2 separate regions of the Mus musculus genome follow, and region 2 is linked to region 1. The links are chromatin contacts, called in public promoter capture Hi-C maps. All regions are on one chromosome and are shown on one strand. The core of a region is the stretch at or near the end of the contact, and the rest is flanking DNA. Distances in the headings are between cores, read along the strand shown.

Evidence for each region. Promoter capture Hi-C pulls out the DNA fragments that hold promoters and counts their contacts.
Region 2: a promoter capture Hi-C map of cranial neural crest shows a contact between it and region 1. The contact joins the enhancer-like site here to the promoter of Rell1 in region 1. A contact is called at or near these places in 4 of 39 promoter capture datasets (the 3T3-L1 cell line, cranial neural crest, hippocampal neurons and 1 more), 1 of 484 Hi-C or Micro-C datasets (myocytes) and 3 of 115 datasets of contacts at active chromatin or transcription factors (astrocytes, embryonic forebrain and embryonic stem cells).

The regions. Positions count from the first base shown.
Region 1 is chr5:63,967,251-63,971,204 of GRCm38.p6, forward strand. It overlaps Rell1 (RELT-like 1), which reads right to left and starts at 1,647. Exons shown (of 7, transcript NM_145923.4): 1 at 1,396-1,647. The coding sequence starts at 1,483.
Region 2 is chr5:64,873,933-64,877,886 of GRCm38.p6, forward strand. No RefSeq gene overlaps it. Among named protein-coding and RNA genes, the nearest start is that of Gm31889, 3.6 kb to the right of the region's middle. RefSeq lists an enhancer at 2,852-3,954. Within about 2 kb of position 2,274, at least 39 of the 459 cell types and tissues checked have an H3K27ac peak or open chromatin away from gene starts, as enhancers often do.

The DNA.
Region 1 (3,954 bases), core at 397-2,896:
TCCTGATGATGGCTGGTTACATGCCTCACTTACTAAACTGTAACAATCTTGCTCCCAGGTTCATCTTTTCTGTTATTGTTCCAAACTCTGCAACAAGTGATACCACTTACTACCTGCAGTCTCCAATCTACGTTGAAACTATGTTGTAGTTACAAGTCTCGGGAAAGAAGCCCAGGATGCACGGGAAAATCTCCCATCCAATAGAACGAGTCACCAGCTTCCCTTTCCCCTGGGTAGATGGCTGAAGGAAATGCGGATCTGCTAATAAATACCCAGGAGACACATCGTCTATCTATCCTGTTCCCTTGCTAGCTCGTTCTGATGCCCATGAAAAAGTAAAGGACAAATGAGAAGCAGGCTCCAAAGCTCCGAGTGACTAGAACATTCTCCAAAAAGAAGAGCAGCACGTATATTTTATAGAGAAGACAGTCACCGTTGGAAGCCTTCCAGCTGCTTATTATTTGGGCCTGAAGAGGAGCCACCCCTGAAGGCAAGCTTGGCAGAGCCTGCTGACGTAAGAATCAGCCTGTGGTAACCCCAAACGGCCAGGAAGGCTTAACTTTTTTTTTTTAAGTACTGCAGCGAGGTGGCAATTAAGAGGGGGAAACAATTATTAAGAATCCCTGGTGTGTGCCTTATAAAAACAGGAGCACAAGGCAAAGGCGTCCTTAAGTAAAAGGTAGACCTCTTAGATTTCAGTTAGAAACTCCCGCTGATGGCTTGTAGTTGAAGACAGCACTCAGCGTCTCGGCTTGGTGGCTTCCACCCCGACCACAGAGGTTCCTTTTGTGATGACAGGATTTGATACAAAGAAAAAGCAGTATACATTATAGATGTCTTTCCTCTTTCCCGGCCTAATTTATCCAGCATGTATGGGAAGGAGTGAGAAATTCCCGACTTACTAAAAGAATCCATAACCACCTGCAAAGACTGGCACTTTCAAGGCTTTAACATAATGAAAAGGAAAGAAGAAAATAAAGCGAGGAAGGAGGCTGGAAAGCAGAACCCTATCCCGGGTGTCAAGATATTCGCCTGGTGAGGCCTCTGAGGACCAGGACAGTAGAAAGGGGTCCACGGCTAGGGAGAAGGCATCCCAGGAAAGCGACATCCTGAAGAATCCGAGTTGGGGTCCCGCCGTTTTTTAGAAGCGGCGGGGAGGGAAGGCGGGACCCCGGCAGGCGGGTGGGGAAGGACTGGAGCCGCGCTGCGCGCCGCACCCTGCCCGGGCCACCCCGGGACACCCAGATGTTCAGAGCCAGATCCGGTAGCACAGCAGGGCGCGCGCAACTCAGGGCGCGGCGGGGTTGTGGGCTCGACCGACTCGTCGAGCCCCTGGCTCCCTTCCGTGCGCAGACCCAACTCACCAGGCGTCCCGACCAGGACCAAAGCACTCACCGGCGGCCACCAGCGGCGAACTCACAGCGCCTCCCACGAACACTGAAGCAGCAAGCACAGCGGACCCCGGGAGTCCCCACAGAGCCATCGCCGCGTCCCTCTGCCCTCCTCGCCCCGGCCGCGGCGTCCCGGGTCGGGGTAGACGGTGCAGCTCGAGGGCTGCCGGGTGGATTGAATGCAGGAGCTCGGCCCCCGCGAGCCCCTACCCGCTCAGCCTGGACCCGCCAGGACCCCGCCCACCGCACGGAAGCCCCGCCCCTGATCGCCGCGCCCCGGTCCCTTGAAGCCTGGACCCGCCTCCGCACGCATGACCCCGCCCCCGAGTCCAGGCCGCGCCTCTCCTGTCACTCCCGCTTCCCCTCTAAACCCTTGGGTCGCGTCAGCCGCGCGCCCAAGCCGTGGCCCCACCCCGAGCCCCGCCCACTGCTGACCCTCTCCGCCTCCTCTGCTGGGCGGGCTAACCCTGCCCAGCCAAGTGGCGGGTCTGCGCGGGAGCCTCAGGCTGGGGCGGGTTACTCCCTTCTCCTGGGTCCTGGGACTAGTCAGATGCGGGAAGAGGAAGGCAGAGGTTAGGCCAGGAAGCCCAGGATGGAGAGCAGACAGGACCAGCAGTTTCAGAATGGCGCGATGTTTTTTTTTTTTTTCTCAATCGGAGTCTTTACCCAGTTAATTAACCTTCGTTAGTGGTCTAGGAAGGAATGCTACGTTCAAAGTCATGGTTGATCGTTTAAACATTAAGGAGAATAAATTAAAAAAAAAAAACTTTTTTAATTGTCCCCATCCCATTCTGTCTAAGCTACTTCTATTGAGGAACACGTCCCCACACACTGGTTGTTTGCTTGCGTTGGACTGGGTTTTGTTTTAATCATCTTGCAAACACTCCCCTGGAACAATTCTTCAACTTTCCAGTCACTTCTGTCTTCATATCCTCACATCAGCTCGGTAAGGTGAGTATTATCCCCATGTCACCGGCCAGGAAGTGAGCTCATGAAGTCTGCATGACCTGGGCCACCATGATCCATGTATCTCCAGTGTTTGCTTGCAGGTTTAATCTCAGCTCCTGGCTCAAGGACAGCATGCACTAAGAGGGCAGAAGTAGTTGTTAAAGGGGAATGTACCTTTTTCTGACTAGCTTCCTTTTAACTAACCAATAGCCTCGTTTTAACTAATCCGTGGAGACTCCACACAAGGTCCTTAAAGCCCAGTCCTGACAGATGTGAGCTGAATGGAGGGTGGGTCTTCAGCCCCTTCTGTAAACTGACTGGTGGCCTCTAATGCTCAAGGGGGAGTTATTTCTCCTCTCTAACACCCTCCACCCTTCTGTTACAAATAGCAATGATGTGAGAATTACCAGGGAGAGAAGCTGAAGGTTGGAGGCCCTGCCCTTTGAGTCAAAGACAGGAACTATGGATCCTATGCACAATTTGTGGCACATCCTGTAGTCTGACAAATGTATCAAAGGGAAAGGTCTGAGAAAGAATGCAGAGGAAAGACATTGTGCTGGCCAGTTTTTTTTTTGTTTTGTTTTGTTTTGTTTGTCAACTCAACACAAACTAGAGATTTGTCTGAGAACCTCAATTGGAAAAAAATATCTCCATAAGATCAGGTTGTAGGCAAGTCTGTAGGGCATTTTTCTTAATGAGTGATTGATGGGGGAGGGCCCAGCCGATTGTGGTTTCTGTAAGAAAGCAGACTGTCCAAGCCACGAGGAACAAAGCCAATAAGCAGCACCCTTCCACGGTCTGGGGGCCAACTCCTGCCTCCAGGCTCCTACCCTGCTTGAGTTCCCGGTTTGTTTCCTCTGATAATTAAACAGCAACGTGGAAGTGTAAGCCAAACAAGCCCTTTCCTCCCTGTGGTGGTTTGAATAGGACTGGCTCCCATAGACTCCTGTGTTTGAATGCTTGTCCCCAGAGAGTGACACTATTAGGAGGTGTGGCCTTGATGGAGGAAGTAAGTCCCTGGGGATTGGGCTTTGATATCTCAGAAGCTCAAGCCAGGCATACTGGTTTAAGGCTGCCTGAGGATCTGAACGCTCAGCTGCCTCTCCACGGGTGTTTGCATGCCACCATGCTTCCAGCCATGATGACAATGAACTAAAACTCTGAACGGTAGCCAGCCCCAATAAATTGTTGTCCTTTATAAGAGTTGCTATGGTCATGGTGTCTCTCCACAACAATAGAACAGTGACTAAGACACTCTCACAAGTTGTTTTGGTCACAGTGTTTCATCACAGCAATAGTAAACCCTACAAAGTAAGCAATAGAACAAACATTCATGTGGTTATCTAACTATTAGAGGAGAGAATCCTGGGCTTAGAAACTGAAGGACAAATTATCAACAGTCACCAAACCAGCTGCATCACTCATTGGAAATACTGAGCTAAGTGCCGGAAAGGGGTCTGGGGTCCCAGGGAAATGCACACAATCCAAAGCATTTTGGCAACACCAAAAGTTTTGCCTCAGCAGAAGGGTATGAAGCCAGGCCAGATCAAGCTGGCAAGCACACCCAGTGGCTGCCCTGCAGGGTTTTTATTCCTAAACAAAAGGGGTCCTGCGC
Region 2 (3,954 bases), core at 1,024-3,523, 910 kb after region 1:
GATGTAGCAAGATGAGGAACATCAGGCATAGAGCAAAAGCTTCCTTCTTCATGTCCTTATATAGGCTTCCAGCAGAAGGTGTGGCCCAGATTAAAGGTGTGTCTTCCCACCTCAAGATCCAAATCAAAGATGCGCGTCTTCCTATCTCAAGATCTGGATCAAAAGGCATGTGTCTTCCTAACTCAGAGTTCTGGACTATACGTAGATTTGCCCACTTCAAACCAAGCAAAAATAGTGTCTCACAGGTGTACCCTCCATTTCTGTGTTGTAATTCCTTCCAGATGTGGTCAAGTTGACACCCAAGAGCAGCCTTCACAGTCATGCTGGGAGAAGCTTGGGAAACAGTAGTGCTAAGAGCAGTGTGGGTCCAGCCTAGAGTCTTCTGAGGGGTGGAATACAGCTGGTGTAGAGACTCTATTGCGGTGGTATTTTGGCAAAGAATGTGGCTGCTTTTTGCCCTTGTTCTAAAAATCTGCCTGAGGCTAAATTGATGAGTTTTGGATCAATGGCATTGGCTGAGGAGATTCCAAGACAGCCTATTATTGACTGAGTCCTGTGGTTATTAATAACCACTCTTATGCAGAGCTATAATGAAAAGGAGAAAACTGGATAAAGAGAAATACAAAATATCCAGTTTAAGAAGAAAAGGAGCTAACTCCAGTGCTCAAGGAGATAAAACGTTTAAAGTAAAACCTGATGTTAAATGGAATGAAGGGTGTGGTGACCTCAGGGTGAGACTCCATCCAGCTCAGCTTCCAACCTCTGAAAGGGAATTAAAGGAAAACCTAAGCAGCAATGGGAACCATTGCCCACAGAAAGCTGATGTACATGTACTTGAACTAAGGAGCAAAGCTCAAGACCCATCAAACCACAGAACTTGGCATCTTTAGCCATATGGTTCTAGGTGTAGAGTCAAGAATCAAGAAAGGGGCTGTGGAATCTCCCTGCATGGCCAAGAAAAGCAGTTGAACATGACTAAATAGACAGTGTAGGTTCAAACTTCAGGAGTGTGACCTTGAGTGGTTTATTTCAGGTCTATTTTAGCACAGCAAAAGTGGGGGAAACTGGTGATAATTAGCTCAGTCTTGTGTACTTAGGACTACATTGAAATTCTTTGTAGCGTACACTTGACATCTTTCATAAAGATGAGTTCTATAGATTGAGAGCATGTGACACCTTCCATAAAGATAGGTTCTTCGATTGACAGATTGACATGTTTACAATAAGGATCTGGGGGAAGATCCAGTGTCGTCTTGGCCACATAGATAGTGAAATAAGTCACCAGGCTATTAAATACATCTGTTCCCAGCCTTCTGAGTGGGTAACAGGCTATATAGCCTGTTCTTTGAAACCCTGTGTTTCAAAGACTTGTGAGGGACTTGTGAACACTGCCCCTATGGGACTGATGGCCACACTTCTCATATGAGGGGACTGTGGCTATGTGACAGGGGCCTGGTGCTGGGAGAAGGCAAGGCTCCTACCATCCCTTCAGGGTCCCTGGGGCTTCAAGTCTTAGCTCGACCTTACCAGGCTTCCTCATATGGTCCACCACCGCACAGTTGGGGGTCACTACAACATGAGAAACTGTATTAAAGGGTTGTAGCATTAGGAAGGTTGAGAACCAGTGCTCTAGAGTCAAAGACCCAAACAGTCTAGCAAATTAGAGTATCCGAAAGAAACATCTGAGCAAGACCACCCTCAAGAACAGTCCATCTGTTATTAAGTTCCATTCAACACACACAAATACAGATACACAAACTATACATATGGCACACATGAATAAACTATTTACATACATAAAGGCACACTCTTAGAGAAATATTTACGCACTCACCCCCACACACAAATACTCTCACAAAAGCACACCCTCCAGATTTCACTAACACAAATACACTTACACACAACACTCACCCAACATATTCTCACACAAACAAAATGCCACCCGCATACTCATACACTCACGTGTATATACACACATACAAACACACATTCTCACACATTCATAGTCACAAATGAACACGTTTACACACATTCACACACACGTACAAACACACACACACACACACATTCACCCAAGCATGCCCAAACACACTCTCCCATTTACTCTCACACACATGCAACACTTAACACAAATGCACACACAAGCACACCACACACTCACACACATGCCACACTGAAGTGTAGCAGGCCAGTTTATGCTTCCTTGCAGCCTGGTGACAGACTTCAGGGAGAGCAGCCGGAGAAGCCAGGACTTTTTTTTTTTTTTTTATAAGTTAGCTGCAGGAGTCAAACATTTGGCAATGATCTCACTATTGAGGCCCTTGTGGATTCTGCCCTCCCCCGCTTTGGTTCTCAGCACAGAAAAAAATAAAAAGCAAAACTGCCTCACGGTGGGGAGTGGAAAGTGAGGAGAGACTATGAAACTGGAAAGATCGCTGATTCCCATTTTTGGAAAACTCCATCACCTCTGAGGAGCAGGGACTTTGGCAGCTCCTGGGGTTCATAAAGAAAAGCCATGTCTCCTGACCACAAAATGAGAGAAAGGATGGGTTTTCCATGAGCACAAAAGCTAACAACAGCCCCATTCCGGAGATGCACTAAGAGCTAAGGTGCTTCCGGCGATGTGGGAAAGGAGCAAGCCAGGATCTAGATCACGGGATGGTCTTCAGGGAATTGATGCCAAGCTTGGAGGAGCAGGTCACTTATGTCTATGAAGATACCCGTGGAGAAGTGTGAGCTGTGACTTCCACACTGGCCTCCTGTCCGCAGCCACTGCTGCAGACCCTGGGGTACTGACCAGCCACATATGCTCTTCTGGTTTTCAGTGGTGCTTTTGAGAGAGACCAGTGCTGCTGGGAAACGTTCACACACCCCTACCTATGTGGCGGCCATGGGGTTGAGCCAGTTGAGAAGAGATGGGTGAGGGGTTGTTAGGGAAAGTTCCCAGGGTAAAATAAAGGAAGGGGCACAAGTCATTGTTTAATATTCTACAAGGTCAAATGCTGATGAGAACTTTGTAGCTGTGGAGTTAGACTTGGTGCAGATCCTGACCACATGAGCTTGGATTACTGTTAGTCACCTTAGTAGTTGCTCCACTCCTCTGTCTTTGACTTGCTTACAGTTCCCTTGACTTCTCAAGTATGACCTTTGGATCCTATTACTAGCAGACCACTAGCCTCATCGAAGCAAACGCTAAGAAAACCATCCGACAGCAGCGGAAACCTATTGCAGAGAAGTGCCAGGGTACTTGGTTGGTGCCTTGATTCAGGATGGTCTTTGTTCCGTAACTAGTAAAGTCTCACGTGACTCCTTCCACGGCAGGACGCTGTTTGGAGCAACAGCATCCATGTCTCTGCATCATGGTAACTCACGTTTGGTTCAAGAATGAACTCTTAAGCCACGTTTGCATCAGTTTTGCATGGACAGTCCTACACAGGGTAGCCACTAGGAGTTGCAAAGAGAGGTGTCACGTGTCAGGACCGACTTGTTAGAATTCACTGCTCAGCTGGGCTTGCCTGGGAGAAGAGCTCACTCATGCCGGCTTCACAGGAGTTCTGTTGACTCAGAAAGCACTGGTGGATACCGCTGGTCTAGTTTCACCAGCTCTTTGCAGAAAGGAGACACGGCCTGGGAAATTCAAGTGAATCATACGGGACCACTCAAATCTGCGTGGCACACCATGCCGGGCGCCAGAATGCTTGCTTCCCTTTGACACATGGAAGCAAACAGGGATGCTGAGAGAGAACAAGCAGGTGTCTCTTTTCTTAAGTCGCCCCCATTGTTAAAGAGGCTTTGTTCTCCCAGACTCTATTCCCTGAAATCCATTCCTTTCTTCCAGACTGAGAGATGCAAGGGGACTGAATAAATGATATAAGCTTTTAATTTGTTTTTAATTACCCTGGCTCACTAACCTTCCCCAAGGCCCGGCACAGAGGAGTAGTTGTGTTTTTCCAC